Linked DNA regions of Mus musculus: all the other regions are linked to region 4. Evidence: chromatin contacts called from public HiCAR-type, HiChIP or PLAC-seq and promoter capture Hi-C data. All regions are on one chromosome and are shown on one strand. The core of a region is the stretch at or near the end of the contact, and the rest is flanking DNA. Distances in the headings are between cores, read along the strand shown.

Region 1 (3,950 bases), core at 856-3,355, 1.0 Mb before region 4:
GGGCAATCTGGGTTCGAGTTCTCACTGGCTGCCTGCGCTGAAGCAAACTGCTGAAGCACTGAGCCTCCGTTTCTTCCTCTGTGGAACCCAGTGTGCCAGCCACACTCAAATGAGTGCCTGGCTGGTATCTGGGGAACAGGGCCTAGCTCCTCTGGCCTCAGGCTACAGTTCCTGCTCCTCCATGCTTCTCCCTCCCACACTGCCTGCTCAGGAGGTTAGCAGTGCTGCATGAGGTCCGCATTTTGGCTTGGCACCAAATAGCTAGTTTTAATTAGCTATTGCCAACACTGACATATCAGAGTCCAGATACAAACTTGGAATCCTGGCTTTTACAAAAATTGCTGAACCAAGTTCTGGAGCTCTGGGGTCTCCAGCACCCCATAAAGCCCCACACTTGCCCTGGAGGGCTGATTCTTGGCTCCAGACTGAGCAGAGTTCCTTGTTGATCTTGCCCTTTCACTTTCTGTCTGTCCCTGCTCAAGGCCCTCCAGCACCCCCACCCCACACCCTCCATTTCTAGGGCACAGACCCTTCACTATAGCTGGTGTCATATCCTGTCCTAGAACTGTGTGCATGCCAGTCTGCTCTATGGGGCTCCTGGACTCTCTGGGGGACGGTACCCTGTTGCTATCTCCTTTGTGTCCCCAGAGCCCAGCAGAAAGCATGACCTAGATAATACAGAATCCAGTAGATAACTCCTGAATGTGTGGAAGGAAGCCAGAGCAAAACTCTTACCAAAACGTATTTTTTTTATCACAAATTGTTCTGACAGCTACTAGAAAGAGATTAAAAACATGAAAATATTTCACAAAGTGAGAATCAGCGTCTGTTTGCTTACAAGTTTCACAAGTTAAAGTCACCAACAAAATGGACAAAGCAGAGATAATAATAGGCAGGGATGGTCTTACTGTTCATTCACTGATCTGACTTTACAGATGAAACAACTACCTGTACTCACCATGCTATACAAAAAGGACGGGGCAATAAATCAGATAGCATCAATCCAGAGTAGGTACTGGATGGAAAATTAAAGAAACTGATGAGCGAGAATGACTAAGCGAGGGAAAAGGGTGGTCAAGCTAGGTAGGCCTCGCCTATAACAAGACACTGAACCACAGGAGGAAGCGATGTGAGAGAAGACAGCTGGGTAAAAATCTTATAGACAACTCTGAACATAGAGAAATCGAAGTGCAAAGGTCCTGAGGTAAATAAATGATTTTGGCATGCCCAAGGCAGGTGAGCTTAGGATAGGAGAGCAGAGATCTGCTTCTGTTAAGAGGGGAAGGAGTGGCGGAGGAGGTGGGCAGGGCCCACTCTGGCTTTGCTGGGCACTGAAGATGAATGACAAGGCTCGGGAGGGGGGGCAGAAGTGGGGGAGGACTCTAAGCGGATGAGGGGGAGTTCCTACGACACTCACATCAGCAAGGGAGCATTTATTTACCCACTCAGATGCTCTCAAATGTGCGCCTTAGGCTTCTCTGCCCTAACGCTTTGAGACAGTTACACTGCCCGTTAACAACCCCGACCAAACCCTAGACATTCTACCATTACTCCCGAGGGGAAAGCAGAGGGCCAGTGAGGGTCGCAGTCACCGCCAAGGTCGCGGGGACCAGAGCTCAGGCTCCAGGGCATGCAGCGGGGTGCAGCGACGTGCCTCACAGCTGGAGGAAAGGCGCCCACAGATCCCTGCGGGCAGGTCTGCTGGGGCCCGGCCAGACAGCCGGCCTGCAGCCCTGGGGCTGCACACACCAGGCGGGAGAGAACGACCGCGGAACCGTGGATAGCCGGGCAGTACCGAGCAGTCCACCCCCTGAGCCCCGCACCCCAGGCCCTGCGTGGCCCGAGCAGCCCCGCCAGGCCTAGCCGCCCGCCCGGCTCACCTCGGCTCCGCGCCGCCGCGCCGGAGGCAGAGGGAGGGCACGCTGGCGGCGATGCGTTCTGGCGGCACCCAGCTCCACGACCTGGACCCGGTCGCCCCGCCCCGCTCTGCTCCGCCCCGTCGCCGTCGCAGTGGGTGTGAGGGGCGCGGGGCGCTGCGACCCTTCCGGTCCGGTTCCCTTCTGCTCCGCTGCTGCCACCGCCGCCGCCGCCGCCGCGGCGCTCAGTCTGACGGATTCTTAGGCCAGCCAATCAGAACTAGGATATCCAGACAGGCGGGACCAATTGAGACTGGGGGTGGGCAAGGCTGGGCAGTACGGGCGTGGCTGGAGGCTGGGTGTGGGCGGGGCCAGTGGCGCGCTCTGGATGCCCTAGTGCAGAGTGGCGCCCCCTAGGCGGCTCGCCGTCTGACCGTCTGCTTGCTGGAAGAGCGTCCGCCAGTGTGCACAGAGTTAGGGATCCAGGTCAAGCTAGGACCGTCTCCTGAGCCCGCCCTCCAGGGCCAGGAGACCCGCATGCGCCGGAGAGGGTGGGCCAAGGGGAGCCAGAGCCGGGGAGGGGCGAGGCGTGACTTTGCGACTACAGTGTAGGAGCCATTGTCAGGCCTCGGTTGTAGCAGGTGCAAATGGAGAGGCGACTTGGAAAAGGACTAAAGACAGCCGGGTTAGACAAGAGTTCTGGGCATGATCAAGGACTTGAAGCCTGGGAACCTGGAGTACAACGGCCCCGGAGGAAGAACCAGGACAAGCCGCGGGGCCTTGGGGTTTGTTTTTCACTAAGGCAGATGCCACACTGAATGGGATCATAACAGGGGTGCGGCCAGATGTCCAGAAGGTGGGGGTTGGGGAGACGGTGACCATGACCCTGATGAGTCAGTGACGGGTATAGCCTAAAGAGGCCTCTTATAAGAGACAAGTTTCTGCTTTGGTGTAGAGGGGTGAGGAGGGTGTCCGTCCAGTGCTGAAGGGCTTCTAGACAGTGGGTCTTTAACACTGCTGCTTTTGTTGACGCTTCTGCAGACCTCTGGCTCTCAAGTAGGTTCCAGAAGGTCTGAGGTGAATCAGATGTTTGGAAAACTCAGAATTTGGGATTCTGACTACTCTGTGTTTTGATAGAGAGGCTGCAAGTGAGACAGGGACGTTGAACACACTGAGGGAAGCTACGAACAGGTTAGGCTGAGGACTGGTCAATAAGGGATTGGAAAAATGGAGACAGTAGTTGACAAGTGGTGTCTATGGTGGTAGAGCTGTAGTCACAAGATGCCAAGGAGGAGCCAGGGAGAAGGACTCTGCGTATAGGAAGATCAAGAGACTAGGAGGCCCCATGAATCTCCGCAGAATTTGAAGAGAGCTGTGACTCTGGTTTCAAGCACTGAACTAGGGTGGTGGAGGCTCAGAGGAGCAGTAGGGTCGAGAAGGGGATCCAGACAATCACAGTGTCTCTGTCCTATTCTGCTTTTATATTGGTGTGACAAGGCACAATGACCAGAAAGCACTTCGGGGAGGAGAGGGTTTATTTTGGATTAGAACTCTGAGGTCACACTCCATCGTTAAAGGAAGTAGGAAACTCAAGGCAGGAACCAAAGCAGAGGAAGTGGGGGAACGCAGCTCACTAGGTCAGGGATGGAACTGCCTCCAGTGTGCTAGGCCCTCCCACATCAATCATTTGTGAAGAAAATGTCCCCACAAACTTTATTACAGACCAATCTTAGGGAGGCATTGTCTCAGTTAAAAGTCTCTCTTCCCAGATAGGACTAAATCGAGTTGACCAAGCCCAACTAGCAGAGTCCTCCTTTGGCCACCCCCATGCTGGCCACCAGGGGGAGTATGGTTTATTCCTGCTCAAAATTCTCCTAGTTCCTGAGTGTGCTGCTTTGAGAAAGGTTCTTTTTGTGAGCTTCTGTCCACACCTGTCCTCACCTCGGCTCTTCCCGTCACTGCTTTAGAAGCTCCAAAGAAAACAGAGCCAGCAGTTGGCATTATTAAAAACCAGCACAGCCTGGCTACCATTGTTGCAGTTTCCCTGAAGAACACTAATGAGTGCTTCCCCTCAGATTAGAATCCCTAGACATC
Region 2 (4,024 bases), core at 269-2,768, 1.4 Mb before region 4:
ATAACAGACACACAGACAGACAGACAGACACACAGACACACACACTACATGCGCATGCGAGCACAGAGTGGGGCAGGAATTCCAGAGCTGGAGATATGCCTCTGTGGCAGCTAGTACATTGGAGATACAGTTCATCAGTTAAGAGAATTGGCTGCCCTTGTAAAGGACCTAAGTTCTGTTCCTAGCACCAATGTGGCAGCTCACAACTGTCTGTCCCTCTAACTCCAGGAGATCTAAGACCCTCTTCTGGCTTCTGTGGGTACCACATTTTATGGGGTGCAGACATACATGCAAGGCAAACCATACACATAAAAATAATTTTTTTATATAGATACAAAAGCTCCTTGAAGAAATGTCATGAAAGATTATGCTTAACTATACAAAGAGATCTAGGCTGATTCGTAAGTCTCCTGGGACTGACGTGGCATTAGAGATATATACTCTAGATATTCAGGAAGCTGAGGCCAGGGATTAGGAATTAGAGGTCAATCTAAAGTAAATATTGAAATTATGTCTTGGCAACACCCTCAAAACCAAACCAAATTCCACCCCCTAAAACAATAAAACCACTACCACCAAGACTAAGATTTGGGTTGGGGATCAGCTCAGAAGTTAACTAATAAGGTTGAGGCAGGAGGATCTAGAGCCTGGAGCCAACTTGACGTATGAAACAAAGCCTCTCAAACAAACACCGACCACTATCCCCTTTAACCATTTATGGGTTGTGCTGGCTCTAATGAGCATGGAGGTAACTATTACCACGAAGATAAGGCTGCAGGTAGAGGCACCAAGTGACATCCGGGCCCACCAAGGGGAATGTCAAAATGGAGTCCAAACTGCTTATACATTATTCAGTTTTGCTTGTTTTGAAACAGGGTCTCGGATAACCCTGGTTGGCCTCAAACTCGCTAAGCCCTCCTACCTTCATTCATTGCCATGCCTAATCCCATTTTTGGGCTGTGGGAATGTTAGGCGAACACCCAACCCTAGGGCTTTTAAAGCTCACCATTCACTGTAATAAAACTGAGAAGAGACACTGAGTGTAATGATGGGCTAGGTTCTGCGTAGAGGACGCTACTCCTCAACCTGGATTCCTGACCATTTTGCTAGTATCCAATGGAAGCCGCCTCAGAAGAAACAACTACTGTGGATTCTACAACGATCATGCAAAAAACCGACATACACTGGGCTGGGTGGTAGCTCAGTGGAAGAGCGCGCCCACAGCTCTGAGCAGAACCCTCAGCAGCAACAACAGATAAACACAAACAAAATGGCAGAGGCGTGTTGTGAAGTGACAGCAACGAAGCACAGCCTTCAGCCTCGTCACTGTCATTTCCCATGGCCATATGAGACGCGGCCCTCCATATCTCGCCCACCGTCCTGCTAGGAAAGAGGGTGAGGCAGACGCCCACCCCACCTGATGCGCCTGAAAGATGTGGCAGCTGCAGCACCGTAGAACCCGAGACTGCTGAGCCGGCGCCATTCAGGACTCACTCTCCCGCCGTGAGCTCGGGCTCTGCAATCCCGCCCAGGCTCCGCCCAACCTGCGCTGGTTCCGGCCCCTCTAGGCTCAGCTCCACCTCGCATGCCCTGGTGCGTCTCTCCGTTCTTCTCTGACTGAGTCGGCCCCGCCCCTGAGAGCTCTTGAGCCGCTCTAGCCCACTGTCTCGGTGGTCACTGTTCGCCTCTCCGGCCTCCCAACCCCGCCTCCATCCCCTGACAAGCATAAAAAACAAATCAAATCAAAACAAACCAAATCAAGTCAAATCAAATCAAATCAAATCAAAACAACAACAACACAACCCGAGCTGGTGTTCCTACGTGTTTGGTCCATCGCCTTTGGCTCTCTGACTCGGAGCAGGGACGGTGCTTTTCTACAGCCAGGACATCTTTGCATGGCTGACATTATAAACTATCTTGGTTTTGAATTAAAACTGTCGTGTGACTGTGATCTCAGCATTTACAAGACGGAGGCAGGAAAACGTCAAATTAAAGGTCCTTTATCGCCGGGCGGTGGTGGCGCACGTCTTTAATCCCAGCACTTGGGAGGCAGAGGCAGGCGCACTTCTGAGTTCAAGACCAGCCTGGTCTACAAAGTGAGTTCCAGGACAGCCAGGGCTACACAGAGAAACCCTGTCTCAAAAAACAAACAAACAAAAACAAAACAAAAACAAAAAAACAAAACAAAAACAAAACAAACAAAACAAAACAAAAAAGGTCCTCTTTCCCTCCAGAGTCTGAGGCTAGTTTGGGATACAACATTGTAGGAAAATGGATGGGTCTGGAAAGTATATTTTTTATACTTTTTATATTTTTTATTTTTTATATATTTTTTGAGACTGGATCTTACTATGTAGCTGTAGCTCGCTGGCTTTAACTGCTCCTGCAGAGGACCCATATTCAGCTCCTAGCACCTACATGGCAGCTCACGAGTATCTGTAACTCTGTGGGTGCTAGGCATGAACATGGTAAATATACATACATGCCGGCAAACATTCATACTTATAAAATTAGTAAATATTTCAAAAATAAACAAAGTCATTCTAGAGCTCAGTGGTTAAGTCACTAGAGTCCTGTCTCTTCCCCCTGAAACCTGAGATTAAGGCATACCCCCAGGCTGGCTTCTTTTCTTTCTTCTTTTTATTTTTCTTCCCTCTCTGTGTAGCCCTGGCTATTCTAGAATTCCTTCCCTCTGTAGACCAGGCTGGCCTCAAACCCACAGAAACCTGCCTAATTCTGGCCACCTAAGTGCTGAGATTAAAGGCATGCTCCACCACCACCTGGCTTAATTGGTATTTTGAAACCATAAACTTTACAAGATTGGTGTTGAAGGATCATACTGTGAACCCCAAGAGTGTATACTGGAAAAAAACCTGTCTTTAGTTGTGGTGTGGCTTAGCCCTAGTTCACACCTTTAATCCAAGAGTTTTGAAAGATAACTGATCACACTATAAGATTGTATACTGGAAAAATCTGTTCCTAGTTGTGGTGTGGCTTAGCTCTAGCACACACCTTTAATCCAAGAGCTGTTTCTTGTAAACAAGATTGAATAAAGTCAACCATAGGTATGGAGGCTGAACAAGCAACCAGTTGACAGGGAGTGAACACAGGAATAAAACTATAGAAAGTAAGAGGAAGTCAGGAGCATGGATAGAGAGACACACAGGATATAGGAAGGAGGGACATTCAGTTGGAAAGGTTTTTAAGACAGTGTGGAGAAAGAAATTTTATTTTTCCTTCTGGGATGTGGGTTGAAGAAGGTCAGTTGGGTACTTTCTCTTTTCTGAGCTAGTAGGCTTTCACCAGCATGTCTGGCTCCTGAGTCTTCACTTGGTAAAATCAAATGTTTGGGATTTTTTTTACAAAGAACAGACTAGTGGTTGCCTGGCGCTGGGAGAGGGAGCAAGAATGTACTGTAAGTGGATCTAAGGGCTGATAGAGACGATCCAGAAGGGAACAGGAATCTACTGTAAGTGGACCTAAGGGATCTTCCTGGGCTGATAGAGATGATCCAGAATTGTGTTCAGATGGTAACTCAGCAGGTTTACTAGAAATCACCGTTTTGTACTTTAAACAAACAAAGTAATTTTTAAAAAATTTTTTATTTAGTATTTGTGTGGTGGTGTGGGCAGAGACCAGCATGTCCCATTTCATCGCTCTGCGTTATTCCCTTGAGGCAGGGTTTCTCACTGAACCTGAAGCTGGCTATCTGGTTAGGCTGCCCATCTCTGATCACCAGCACTGGGGCACAGGTGGGCATGACCATGCCCAGCTTTTACATTCGTGCTGGGAATCAGCAAAGTTTAAAGTATTGTTGTAAATAATACCTAATGTCTTCTTATTTATTTTAGCTTTTTGAGACAGGATCTCCACATGTAGCTTAGGGTTGGCCTCAAACAACACAATTGTCTTACTTCATCCTCAAGGGCAGGATTATAGACATGCCACCCACCGCACTTGGCTTTATCAGGATCCATTTGTTGGTAGAAGCAAAAGCAGCTCTTGGGCACATGGATGCCTCTGT
Region 3 (3,751 bases), core at 693-3,192, 1.3 Mb before region 4:
TGCCTCCCGAGTGCTGGGATTAAAGGCGTGTGCCACCATGCCCGGCCTTTTTGTTTTTTTTCAAGACAGAGGATTTCTCTGTGTAGCCCTGGCTGTCCTGGACTCACTCTATAGACCAGACTGGCCTCAAACTCAAGAGATCCACTTGCCTCTGCCTCCCAAGCACCACCACGGCTGACTTAATTCATTTTTTTTTTTTTTCGAGACAGGGTTTCTCTGTATAGCCCTGGCTGTCCTGGAACTCACTCTGTAGACCAGGCTGGCCTCGAACTCAAGAAATCTGCCTGCCTCTGCCTCCCAAGTGCTGAGAGTAAAGGCATGAGCTACCACTGCCCAGATCATTATGTGTTTACATGTATATCTGTGCACATGTTTGTGTCTGGTGGCCATGGATGCCTGAAGAGGGTATTGGGTTCTCTATAACCAAAGTTACAGATGGTTGTGAGCCACCATATGGGTGCTGGGATTTGAACCTTGGTTTTGCAGCCCTTGAGCCCACTTCTCCAGGCCAGGCTGGTCAGTTTTGAAAAGAGGCTCGAAGGAACCTGCGTTCCTGATGAATCTCTTAGGTATACAGTGCTCAGGAGGCTGTGATGGCCCAATGGCCATGGCAGGCTGCACAAACCTGGCTCAATGTGATTTGGAATTCACAGAATGGCTGGCACCGTAGTCTGGACGCTCAGCCTTGAGAGGCGGGAGGCGGTTGGACACAGATGAATGCTAGAACAAAAGGGACTTGTCCCACGGTGCCCTGTGTTCCTCAGTGGCCTTATGGTAGCTTCCAAGGTTGATCACTGGGCTGTTCAAGAGGGCTGCTACCTAACTCTCAATAAACATTGGGTCCTGGAGCCAGGCCTAGCATCAACTCCAGTCATCTCTTGGCCCTCCGGGAAGGAGCCTGATTGTGGAAGGGAACATTGAGTTTTCTTGGAAAAGGTACAGTCCCTTCCACATTAAGAAGTGTAGCTCATGAGATGCTGGCAGCTGATGTCACCTAGGTGAGGCCACCAACTGCATCTGCAGGACTGTCAGCTGCCACCCTGCAAAACCAGGGCATTCACAGAAAATTCACTTTCCATATTGAAAGATCTGGCACCCAGAAGGGTCCACGTACAGGGGTCTGCTGCAGGGCCGGATCTGGAGTACTTGACAAGCCCTGGGACACACGGGGCTTCCAACAAGTCCTGCTGAATAGATTCCCACAATGCCACATGTCACACAAAGTCAGAGGCTCCCACTCCAGCTGCTTCTGTGTGAGTGGTAGTGCTCAGATACCCGAGAGGCACCCGGGGTAGCTCTGAGGGACACTTCATATATACCGATAAATATGCAAAAACAAGCTTTGAATTGGGAGCTCTGACGGCATCAAGTGAGGAGAGACCGGAGGAAGGGGAGGTCAGGGCATCTTTGGTCTTCGCCAAGAGGCAACTCTTCAGTGAACTAGGAGTAAAGAGGGCAAAAGGAAACGTGTGCTTATGCCACTTGGTCCCTCAGAGGCAGCTGGAGAAACTGAGGCAGAGGGCGAGCTGGGGAACCCTGCTGGCTTCTGGTTGCTATGTGACTTTACAGGACTGTGCACACGTCCCGGCGGAGGCCACTGGTGTCCTTCCCCTGCTGCCTGTCCCGGGATCGTCCTCCCCACCCGCCTTCCGACCCCCCTGTGCCGCTGCGCGTGCCCGCGGGTCGCGTCCTGCTGCCCCGCCAGGCCCGGTGCGCACAGGCCCGGCCGCCCGCGCCCCGCTCACCCGTGAGGCCTCCGCCCTTGCCGTGGCCTCGGCGCCGCTGCAGCACGAAGAAGGGGTTGGCCCGCTCCGTCACCCATAGCGCGTTAGCCACCAGCACCTCCTCGGGCCCGAGCCACATCCCGCGGCCGCTCGCACCGGGCCAGAGCCCGTGAGGCGGAAGCGCGCGCCGCCGTCGCCGCGCCCGAGCCGAGCCGAGAGGAGCCGAGAGGCTGGGGCGGGGTCGAGACGTCGGCCCGAAGGTTGGCTCCCCCTAGCGGCCGCGCTGGCTCACAGCGTCGCCCTCCTCGACCTCTCCTGGCCTGGCAGTCCCCTCCAGCCCTGCTGCCGCTGTCCAGTTTGGAGGGGATCGCATGCTCTCTGCCTACTGTGCAGCCCAGGCGAGTTAATGTGGCAAAAAGCGTCTGGAGAAGGGTACAGCAGCGCCTGGTCAGCCTCGGGATTTTGACTCAAGTCTAAGGTTGGGATCCTCAAGAGCCCAGTTGTCAGGAAGCGCAGCTGGTGCCCTTTGAAATAAGTGCGCTCACCCCATCTGACAGATGGATTGGGGTGGCCTTGAGGCTGAGGTCACAGATGAGCACTTAATTTTTTTCATAAGCGTACAGCAGTATGATCTAGGGGCGCAGTGCCCTGCTCTTACCTCTCCTGGCCTGAAGGCGGCAGTCTCTGACAGTACAAATTCACCTTCAGATCCCAGCCCAGGGCTTCTGCCACTGAACCATGAAGCAAAACTAGCTACTGCGGGCTCTGTGAACTAGAGCCCGGTTAAACAATTAGGAACAAGATAGTTTCTGACTCAAAGGTGCAAATGACTCCGCCTGGACAAAAGGGGCGGACCATATTTATTTTGGTAAAGGCTAGGGAGACAGCTGTATGAGCTGTCCCCATGTCACCTGGACATGGCAGGAGGGTAAAAGGAAGGAGAGATAAATTCATTCTGGGAGGTTTGAGCAGATGTAATGGGTGACAGCCAGAGTGAGCCACAACCTTCTGAAACGCGGCTTGTGACTCAGCTTTCAAGACATGGCTTTCCTTACAACTTTGAAGTACAATATACTCCGGTTATCCTGACAGAGTACACAGCAACCAGTCAGTCTGGCTGTCCATCATCTTACTCCATGAGGGAGTGAGTATGATATCCATGTATGAAACATAACTAAACTCATCATCTCTCAGATACTGGATTCTCAGCCCATTGTATTAATGTGTCCTGATAGTAAGTCCTCAATGAGGACTTTGGACGCGCAGACGAATGCTGCTGTGCTCTCTGGAGAAGTCTACCCTCAAGATTTCGGAAGTAAGCCAGGCATGGTGGTAGACACCTTTACCCCAGGACTTGGGAGGCAGAGGCAGGTATATCTCTGTGAAGTTGAGACCAGCATGGTTTACCTAGCAAGTTCTAGACCAAAAATAATTTAGAAGTAGTGGACTGAGGGATGGCTCAGCAAAAGATGGAGATTGGGGGGGGGGGGGTTACAGCTCCAGGGGATCTGATACTCTCTTCTGGCTGCTGAAATTAACAGCAATAGCATTCACTCATGGATGCACACACACATATACACAGAGATAGAGACAGAGATAGATAGATAGAGAGAGATGGATGGATAGATAGATAGATAGATAGATAGATAGATGGATGGATGGATGGATGGATAGATGGATGGATGGATGGATGGATGGATGGATAGATAGATGGATGGATAGATAGAAATCTACAAAAAATTTAATTTGGAAGAATGATAATAATTTTATAAAAAGCATTTGGAAGTACCTGAGAACCAGTGAGATGCCTGACTTTGATCTCAGAGCCCACATGGTAGGAGAAAAACAGCTCCTGCAAGTTCCTTTGACTTCTAAGTAAAATAAAATAATAATTAACTAAATAAATGTAATTTAAGAACTGCAAGTATTTGTTCCACCTTGGAGCGCAATAAAGGATCGTCTATCCTTATTTCAAATTTGAGTGTACTTTAGTGTACTCAAGAGTCAAGAGACTGACGTGTCCATCA
Region 4 (3,971 bases), core at 1,104-3,603:
CAGCGTACTTAAATAAAATTCCAACGCCTGTAAGTCCCATGCCAGTCACAAGCCAGCATGCTTAGCTTAAAAATAACAAAAAACAACCCCAGACAGTCACAGGACTAACAACACACAATGAAAAGCTAAAGAGGCAGTCGGTGGCACACAGCTTCACCCCAACACCTAGGAGTCAGATCACTCCAGGCCACCAGGACTACCTAGTGAGGAACCCACCTCAGAAACAACCCAAGTCCCCAGGGGGCGGGAGGTAGCCCTGAACATGCTGTCCCTACCACCCTTATCCCTTTACCTGGACCGTGTACTTGCAGACACCCAGAGTATTCCATAACTTTATGGTCTTGTCTCGGGACCCAGAGACAATCTGCCGGTTGTCAGAGGAGAAGGCCACGCTCAACACATCCTTGGTGTGGCCGACAAATCGCCTTGTGGTGGTGCCCCTAAGAAGGAGAACCTGGTCACTTTCTAGACAGGTTTTGTCCATCCAGCTAGAGCCTTTTCCTAGCTTCATCCTTGCCCCGTAGGCTCTATTACCCCACACAGTCCACACGTGGCTTAGAACCTACTACTAGCCTATGTCATGTCTGACATGTATCAGAGAACCCATTCAGAATTGCAGGACATGTCCTCATTCCCTTGTGGGGGATTGGTTGACAATGTCGTCTTGTCATCACTAGGATCCTCTATTACATCTGCCAAATGCCCATCTAAGACAACGTACAAGATGAGACACTTCATAGGTACCCAGTTTAAAACAACACCCCCAAATGTTGCTTTACCCTCTACAAAAGGACCAATTACCAAGGGGAGACTGCACCCCGGCGAATCTACCTCAGTTCTGCCCACTTTCCCCCCAAGATTCCAAAGCAGCTACTTGCGTTGTGAGATCCCAGAGGCGCAGCGTTCCGTCCCAGGAGCCCGAGAGGGCAAACTGACCATCAGAGGAGATAACAACATCACTAACGAAGTGGGAGTGACCTCTCAGAGCACGCTGTGGTATGCCATAGTTGGTCTCATCTCTGGTCAGCTTCCACATGATGATGGTCTTGTCTAAAAGGGTTGGTAAAGGTTGGTATAAGCCTACTTACTGTGCACCATTTACAGTCTTAAAGTCACTGGGGCCAGTAAACGGGACAGAGAAACTTCAAGTTATAAATAAAAGAGGCTTACTACTCTACAATATCAAGAGCTGTAGATCTCAGCTGTAATGTGAGACTATGGGCACCACACTTCCTGGGATTGAGACTTAAGTTCCACATTCAAAATGTATTTTATTTAAAGTGGCTCCCTACATACATATGTGTGCTACCTGTGTCTATGGTGTTCAGAAGTGCGTGTCAGGTCTCCTGGAACTAGTTTCAGATGACTGCAAGCTACCATGCAGGGTCTGGGAAACTAACCCTAACCTTAGTCATCGTCCGGGCCCGAGACTAATTAACAGCAGAAGCACCACTTGGGTGTATGTAGGCTGAGCAGAGACAGCCTTTCCCGCCTGAGAGTTACTGAAATAAATGCAGCCGTTATTGTAGCATCAGACACAATCCTAGCCACGAACCAACTTACACAGAAACGGACAATAATAAGCCTAGTATTAGGTAGGAGAGAAAATGAGCATAATTTTGGGGTGGGTAGGGAGGAAATACACATGAAGATACATCATTAAAGAAAAAAAATCATTAGTTACAAGAAAACCTAGGGCGGGACAATCAAGTCCGGAAATGTGGGGAACAAGGCATCTACAAAGTTTACCCACTGTCTATAGTTTAGGGCCAGGCGACAACAGCTCAGAAACAGCCTCTGGATTTCAGCAAAGCCACTCAGATGGCATGTTGGGGTCATCATTGCTCCGCCCGTCTTGTAGCCCCGTAAAACTACTTAAACACATCTCCAGGAAGCAAGCGAGAGATTTAAAATCGCCAACTTTGGGAGGTGGGGTGTGAGTACAGTTGCGCGACGTGTCTCGGTTTCCGTTCATGTGTAAAGGGTCGTCCCGGTTGGGGCCCAAGTTGGGGTATGCACGCCCCAACTAACAACTGGGTTGGGGAATGAACCGAGCCAACACGCGCGCCACTTGCTTAACCACGAGACTCTCATGCAGTCCCCAGGACACCGGGTGATTTACCCGGCATGCAGCCCGTACCTCGAGACGCAGACAGGATCATGTCCGGGAACTGCGGTGTGGTGGCGATCTGTGTTACCCATCCATTGTGGCCCTTAAGGGTCCCGCGAAGGGTCATCTGCTCGGTCATGGCTGCAGTTGATGCGAGGGTCGCCGCAGCGACAAGGATGGCACCGGATAGCTCAGAGAGCCAAGCACCACAGCGGCTGCCACCACGACCCTGTGGAGAAAAAGAAAGAGCGGCCTCCGCCGGAACCGGAAATACTCGGAGAGCAAGGCGGGGATTCCCATGATTCACTGCTGCTCAAAGATAGCTGCACTGAGAAGTGGGAGGAACTGGGAGAGTAGGTCTCAAGTATCGTCGTTTCTTCTGCCACGCAACCTAGTTTGGCAGCGCTGTACAAATGCATTCTGAAGCCAGATGCGCCAGGGTTTTAGAAAGGCTTCTCGGGAGATTAAAGCATGCCGTGGAAGCAGAAGTGGGGCTGAGGGCACACAAGCAAACTACAGTGGCCTCTCCGCCCTTACGTGGCAGAGACGCGGCTCCGCCCTTTCCGCTTCTGTTCAGTTCCTTGGTTGGAGACCCCGGCTCCAACTTTGACTTACGGAAGTACAATTAAAGTCGCAATTAGAGGCGTGTGCCAGCAAATCTGGCCTGTTTGTTTGTTTTATGGCAAAATTTCATGTAGCGAAGGCTAGTCTTAAACTGGTTGTGTTGCCAAGGATGGTTTTGAACTACCGACCTGCTTCTGTCTCCCAAGTACTGGAATTATAAACCGAGCCGCCGCCCGGCGAGGCTATAAAGGAGGAAGTGCTGGGTTCAGATTTCTGGGGATTCTGTTGGAAGCCCTTTCTGTGCCTCTGATCATTCCCCAGAAAAGCCTGCTGGTCTGTCTTGTGCTGCCCTGAAAGAAGTGTTCCCGGACGGGGAAGCAGAGGAACACGGATAGCCTGGCAACCCGATGACCTCAACACGTGTTCAAATTTTGTAGTGTTTCCAAATGTCACAGATCTGGCCTTAAAAAGTTTTAACTGTATGTTTTAAAGTATTTGTGTGTGAGTGCGCTTGTGATTGCCACAGAGCACTGGCTGAAGTCAGGAATTTTCTCTCCTGCCATGTGTGTTTGGCTACAGCCGATTTGTTCAGCTTCACTTTTTTTTTTTTTTTTTTTTTTTTTTTTTTTTTTTTAAGGAGCACACACAGGTCAGGAAGGTAAGCAACCACTAATGTCTATGTGAACTAAAGGATACATTTAATTATTTATTTTAGTGCTATGGGTTGAACTCCCACATGCTAGGAAGAGTGCCTTACAGAGTTAAATCCACCCAACTCCCAGCCTTGTTTAGTTTTTGTTCGTTTTTTTGTTTGTTTTTTGTTTTTCGAGACAGGGTTTCTCTGTGTAGTCCTGGCTGTCCTGAAACTCACTCTGTAGACCAGGCTGGCCTCGATGATGGAATTCATCACCACATTCAACCTTGTTTCGTTTTGATTCAGGATGTGCATAGCTCAAATTGGCCTTAAATTTATGATCTCCCTTCCTCAGCCTGCCAAGTAACTAAGATTATAGCCCTAAAACACCAAGCCCTAGGTATAAGTATTTGTTTTTCTTTCTTTTTTTTTCTTTTTTTTGGTTTTGTTTTGTTTTGGAGACAGTGTTTCTCTTTGTATCCCTGGCTCTCTGTAGACCATGCTGGCTTGTTTTTTTCTATTCGTAAATTGCATGGAATTTAACTTCTCCTCCTCCTCTTCTTATGTGTTTTGTTTTTCCAGACAATGTGTAGCCTTAGCTGCTCTGGAACTTGCCCTCTAGACCAGGATGGCCCTGAAGTCCGAGTTCACCTGCCTCTGTCT
Region 5 (4,003 bases), core at 616-3,115, 1.2 Mb before region 4:
AACCAGTGACAGGTTAAGATAACTGACTTTTAGCTCCCCAAACCTTTCTGCTGGACTCATACAAGCACTATCCAAAAGGGGACTTAATTTGGGGGTGAAGACAAGCAACAGATAGTGGCACTCAAAACACTTTGGAGTACAGCATCTTAAGTGAGGATGGTGGTCTGGGTTGCCTGGGGAGAACCAAGCCCCAAGAGCAAACCACAGATTTCATAACACTTTACAGCTCTTTCTGCAGAGTAGCTTGCCTCTCTCTTCCTCTTCCTTCCCTTCCACATGACCCTCACGGTTCTTTTCCCCACCAGAAAATAGTGTAGCATTGTTACTGCCATAGTTTGGCAACATTACATGTCCCAACCACAGTGACTGGCACAGAGCAGGCAGCAAATATTTATTGAATGGAGCAAAGAAAAAAAAACTGTTCCTATGGTCAAATAGGGACCTTAAGTACTGCTTCTAACCTAGTGGAATAAGAAATACACTGGTGTAAAAATGACCGTTTAAGAGCCCAGTCTAAGTTGAAGAAAGACAACAGTAAAACCTTATGCCCCAAGCCAGTATGCCTCAACAACAACTGCTTAATATATGTTATACAAATACCGAGCTCAGAGAGCATATTTTAATATTTTAGACTATAAAAGCAAACACTATTGCCTAGATTAGGTCATCTGAACACGAATAGCAATTTTGGTTTTTAATCCTCTCAACATTGTAAGGTGAGAACGGGAGGATATAGAAGATGGGAGACATCTCCCCGAAGTCCAGCCTGCCAAAGTCCCCAAATGTCACACTCCACGGAGAAATGTCCTTTAAAACACGGCCAGTAATTAACAAATACCAGTTTACACCAAATCATTAAGAATTCACAGCCAGCATACACAAAGGGAACGCCAAGGCTAAATCAAATGGCTTCAAAGACGATTCCTGATCATTTTACCTTTTTTCCTTCTGGATGGGCACCCGTGACCAAAGACTTGGCTACTAGTTCAGCTACTCTCACATTCTTTATAATGTGAAAATCTCTAGCGTTTCATGACAGCACAACTATCGGGGCCAGAGAAAACCAAAAGCAACAGGGACCCTCTCCCCTTAGCCACTACTGGGGGGAGAGGGAGGGGGAGGGGGAGTAGATGGGGGGGGGGGCTCTGATCCCTAGAGATTCACTGCAGTGTTAAATCCGTGGGATTTCAGGAACAAACCTACCGATTCCAAAAAACAGGTTAAGCATCTCGTCCACCATGAACTAGTTCTGCGCCCCTGCACCACCTCCTTTGTCTCAACTGTCCCTGAAAACTCGCATTCCAGTGCCCTCCAGTAAACAAGCTAACTAAATGAAAAAGAGGAGGACGTTCTAAGTCTCGCTCTCTTTTAGTTTTAGGGTGAAATGCAGCAGGGTTTCTGGAGCCTCTTTCCTCAGCGGGGAGCAGGCCAGGCTCCACAGCGCGAGGACCTCGAGCCCCCTGGGCCGGCGGCCGAACGGCGCGCAGACCCCCGGCCACGCCGCCCCCGCGACCCCCGCCCGGCTTCGGGCTTCGGCTCCGGCCTCACCTCCGTGGATGGGCAGCGGTGCCAGCACCTGGCCGCGGACCTCGGCCTTGGGTGAGTCGAGCCCGTAGCGCCCGCGGTCGATGCGGAACGTGAGCGGGGTGCCGCGGCCGGGCTCCTGCACCGTCACGTTGATGAGCGCCGTGTAGTACTCCTGGCTCGCGTTGTCCGCTCGCGTCGGCCACAGGCTGCAAGTCAGCAGGGCCAGCGCCGCGAGCCGGGCCGGGCCCGCTCGCGCCGCGCCGCTCATGGTCCCTCCGGCCGCCGCCGCCGCCGCCGCTCGCGGACCGGGCTCCGGGGCCGGTGCTGAGAGGCGGGGCGGGCGCGGCCCGGGCTGCGGCGGGAGCGCGCGCGCGCCTCGAAACGAGCCGGGCACGAGCACGGCCCTCCTCGGCGCCGCGGCTCCGCCGTTCGCCGCCCTCACGTCCGCGGCCCGCGCGCGAGTGCGCGCCCGTGGATCTCTCAGGGGAAGGACGGCGCGTCAGGCCGTGTGCTGTCAGGGCACCTGGAATGCCCAGGGACTAGGCCTGCGGACAGGGCCCCTGAGAGGACTCGGAGTGGTGGGAAGGAGTGGTCCCCACTGCTCGGGGAGGGTCAGCAACGCCGCCTCAGGCGCGTGCCCGCCGCCGCCCCATTCCCTCCAGCAGAGCGGCAACGCGCAAGCCCGATGCGCAAACCCGTCCGCTGCGCGTGCGCAATAGGCGCTGCCTGCTCCCGCCCTCCCGCACGAGGGCCAGGGGCGGTCCAGTCACCTGCTTGCTGGCACTGGGTTCAGTGAACTGCCCCGGGCTTCATACCCCGCTATGACCTGGATCTGTGAAGCTTTCCAAGAACCTATAGAGATGTTGGAGATACCACTAAAAGAAACTAAGCTAATCGTTAAGGTTTTAAATTAAATGTCTGTGAGAGCTAACATTTCCACTGGGTTGGTTGCATGCTGTACAATAATTGACATCAGTCGGGAGAGTGCCTTTGCGTTTGGGGCCCAGTAGACTTGGACCCAATAAGGCATCTGAGTGGTTAGCAAGGTCTGTTAGAGACGGATGTTAACTTCATCAGGTTGGTATGGTCCTCTTCCCCCACTCCCCCCTCCCCGCCCCCAGAATACCCAGAGCCACAGGCCTTCACTTCCTTTTTGTAAAATGGCATAGTACCACGGCATTTAACAAGGACTCTGCTCTGTTTCTTCAGTAATTGGGCCTCTCCTCACTGGGTGAAATGGACCCCAGTACCTATTCTCAGGATGAGACCCCGGAGGTGCCTGCCAAAGAGTCACAGGCTATGTTTGGAGCCTGCATCAGACTATCTCTAATATGAATCTCCTTTCCCCTCCCATTTGTTGGTCTAATCTTCCCTTTGCTAAAAATGTGTATGGTATTAGCAAGGGTTTTTAGTGTGTGGGGTGCTGATGCCCCTGACGAGAAGTGATAGAAGTCCACACACACCTGATACAAAACCAGGGTAGAGGAAGGAGTAAACAACGAAAATAATTTTATGGTTGGGGTCACTACAACATAAAGAACTGTATTAAAGGGTCACAGCATTAGGAAGGTTGAGAACTACTGGTGTAACAGTATATGGGAAATGAGAATGTAGTGTTTAGGGTACTTGGGTGTGGGGGGCTTCCTGGAGGATGTGGGCTGAAGTCTGAATAGAGCCCTCAGATGCCTGTCAGTGAGCTACCCTCATGCCCACCTTGACAGGGCCATTTCTCTATCTCTACCACTTTCTTTGTCTCTTAAACCTCTTTGCCTGTCTCTCTTCCCATTTCTCAGTTCATAAGAATGCCTAGATCACCTGTTTGTCCCATGTCAAATTCCCTTCTTGCCAAGCTCCACTAAGATCTCAGCTACCACCTTTGCAGGTCCCAGATTCTATTAAGAGCTTTTGTCTGTCAGGATTTGATCTGCTTGCTACCTCTAGGTGTATAAGGACAAGTGTGTAAGGCCCATGGAACAGTGCTTGGGGGACTCCAGGGGTCAAAGCCTAAGCATGGCCCCATGGGCAGTGCTGAAACTCTCAGAGAGTTGTCTAGTTTTCCAAAGTCTGTCTCCTCCTCCCCTCTCCTCCCCTCCCACTCTCCCTCCTCCTCTTTCTCTTCCTCCATAGCCTCTTAACTTCTCTTCTTCCTCTTGTGCTTCCTCGTTTGTGTTCTTAAATTTTCTAAATGACCCCAACTGGTCATACAAAGCCCCGCTCTCATTTTATCAAAAGCAGCAGTTTGCTTTTACCACAATTCCTAGTCTGATTTTCTGCCCCCACATTAATGTACTTAATGTGTCTTTTCTTTGTGTTCTTGCAACGTTTGTATTGTCTAGTATTTTGTACTTTTTAATTATTAAATCATGGAGGCAGAGGCAGGCGGATTTCTGAGTTCGAGGCCAGCCTGGTCTACAGAGTGAGTTCCAGGACAGCCAGGGCTACACAGAGAAACCCTGTCTTGAAGAACCAAAAAACA

The links. Promoter capture Hi-C pulls out the DNA fragments that hold promoters and counts their contacts. HiCAR-type assays count read pairs that join an accessible place to other places. HiChIP or PLAC-seq counts read pairs in DNA pulled down with a chosen protein or histone mark.
Region 1: a contact with region 4 is called in a promoter capture Hi-C map of embryonic stem cells, with 2.8 times the contacts expected there. The contact joins the promoter of Mapk9 here to the promoter of Rack1 in region 4. A contact is called at or near these places in 11 of 39 promoter capture datasets (the 3T3-L1 cell line, 3T3-L1-derived adipocytes, the C10 cell line and 6 more), 2 of 484 Hi-C or Micro-C datasets (B cells and embryonic stem cells), 2 of 115 datasets of contacts at active chromatin or transcription factors (astrocytes and extraembryonic endoderm stem cells) and 1 of 9 other capture datasets (liver).
Region 2: a contact with region 4 is called in an H3K27ac HiChIP or PLAC-seq map of extraembryonic endoderm stem cells, with 7 times the contacts expected there. The contact joins the promoter of Mrnip here to the promoter of Rack1 in region 4. A contact is called at or near these places in 3 of 39 promoter capture datasets (embryonic stem cells, hippocampal neurons and liver), 2 of 115 datasets of contacts at active chromatin or transcription factors (astrocytes and extraembryonic endoderm stem cells) and 1 of 9 other capture datasets (adipose tissue).
Region 3: a promoter capture Hi-C map of embryonic stem cells shows a contact between it and region 4, with 2.5 times the contacts expected there. The contact joins the promoter of Tbc1d9b here to the promoter of Rack1 in region 4. A contact is called at or near these places in 5 of 39 promoter capture datasets (the 3T3-L1 cell line, cranial neural crest, embryonic stem cells and 2 more) and 1 of 9 other capture datasets (pancreatic islet).
Region 5: a contact with region 4 is called in a HiCAR-type map of astrocytes, with 3 times the contacts expected there. The contact joins the promoter of Rnf130 here to the promoter of Rack1 in region 4. A contact is called at or near these places in 1 of 39 promoter capture datasets (neutrophils), 1 of 115 datasets of contacts at active chromatin or transcription factors (astrocytes) and 2 of 9 other capture datasets (adipose tissue and liver).

Annotation. Positions count from the first base shown.
Region 1 is chr11:49,844,906-49,848,855 of GRCm38.p6, reverse strand. It overlaps Mapk9 (mitogen-activated protein kinase 9), which reads right to left and starts at 2,105. Exons shown (of 12, transcript NM_207692.2): 1 at 1,881-2,105. Gm36507 (a long non-coding RNA gene) reads left to right here and starts at 2,559. Exons shown (of 4, transcript XR_003949545.1): 1 at 2,559-2,641.
Region 2 is chr11:50,172,345-50,176,368 of GRCm38.p6, reverse strand. Mrnip (MRN complex interacting protein) reads right to left here and starts at 1,518. Exons shown (of 7, transcript NM_026543.3): 1 at 1,418-1,518. The coding sequence starts at 1,483. Tbc1d9b (TBC1 domain family, member 9B) reads right to left here. Exons shown (of 22, transcript NM_001290760.1): 22 at 3,584-4,024.
Region 3 is chr11:50,129,551-50,133,301 of GRCm38.p6, reverse strand. It overlaps Tbc1d9b (TBC1 domain family, member 9B), which reads right to left and starts at 1,942. Exons shown (of 22, transcript NM_001290760.1): 1 at 1,746-1,942. The coding sequence starts at 1,863.
Region 4 is chr11:48,798,742-48,802,712 of GRCm38.p6, reverse strand. Rack1 (receptor for activated C kinase 1) reads right to left here and starts at 2,353. Exons shown (of 8, transcript NM_008143.3): 1 at 2,141-2,353; 2 at 879-1,050; 3 at 293-440. The coding sequence starts at 2,249. Gm36109 (predicted gene, 36109) reads left to right here and starts at 3,310. Exons shown (of 2, transcript NR_166852.1): 1 at 3,310-3,332. LOC115485831 (a small nucleolar RNA gene) reads right to left here and starts at 1,848; the gene lies at 1,781-1,848. It overlaps Snord96a (small nucleolar RNA, C/D box 96A), which reads right to left and starts at 680; the gene lies at 604-680.
Region 5 is chr11:50,023,193-50,027,195 of GRCm38.p6, reverse strand. Rnf130 (ring finger protein 130) reads right to left here and starts at 1,865. Exons shown (of 9, transcript NM_021540.4): 1 at 1,549-1,865. The coding sequence starts at 1,795.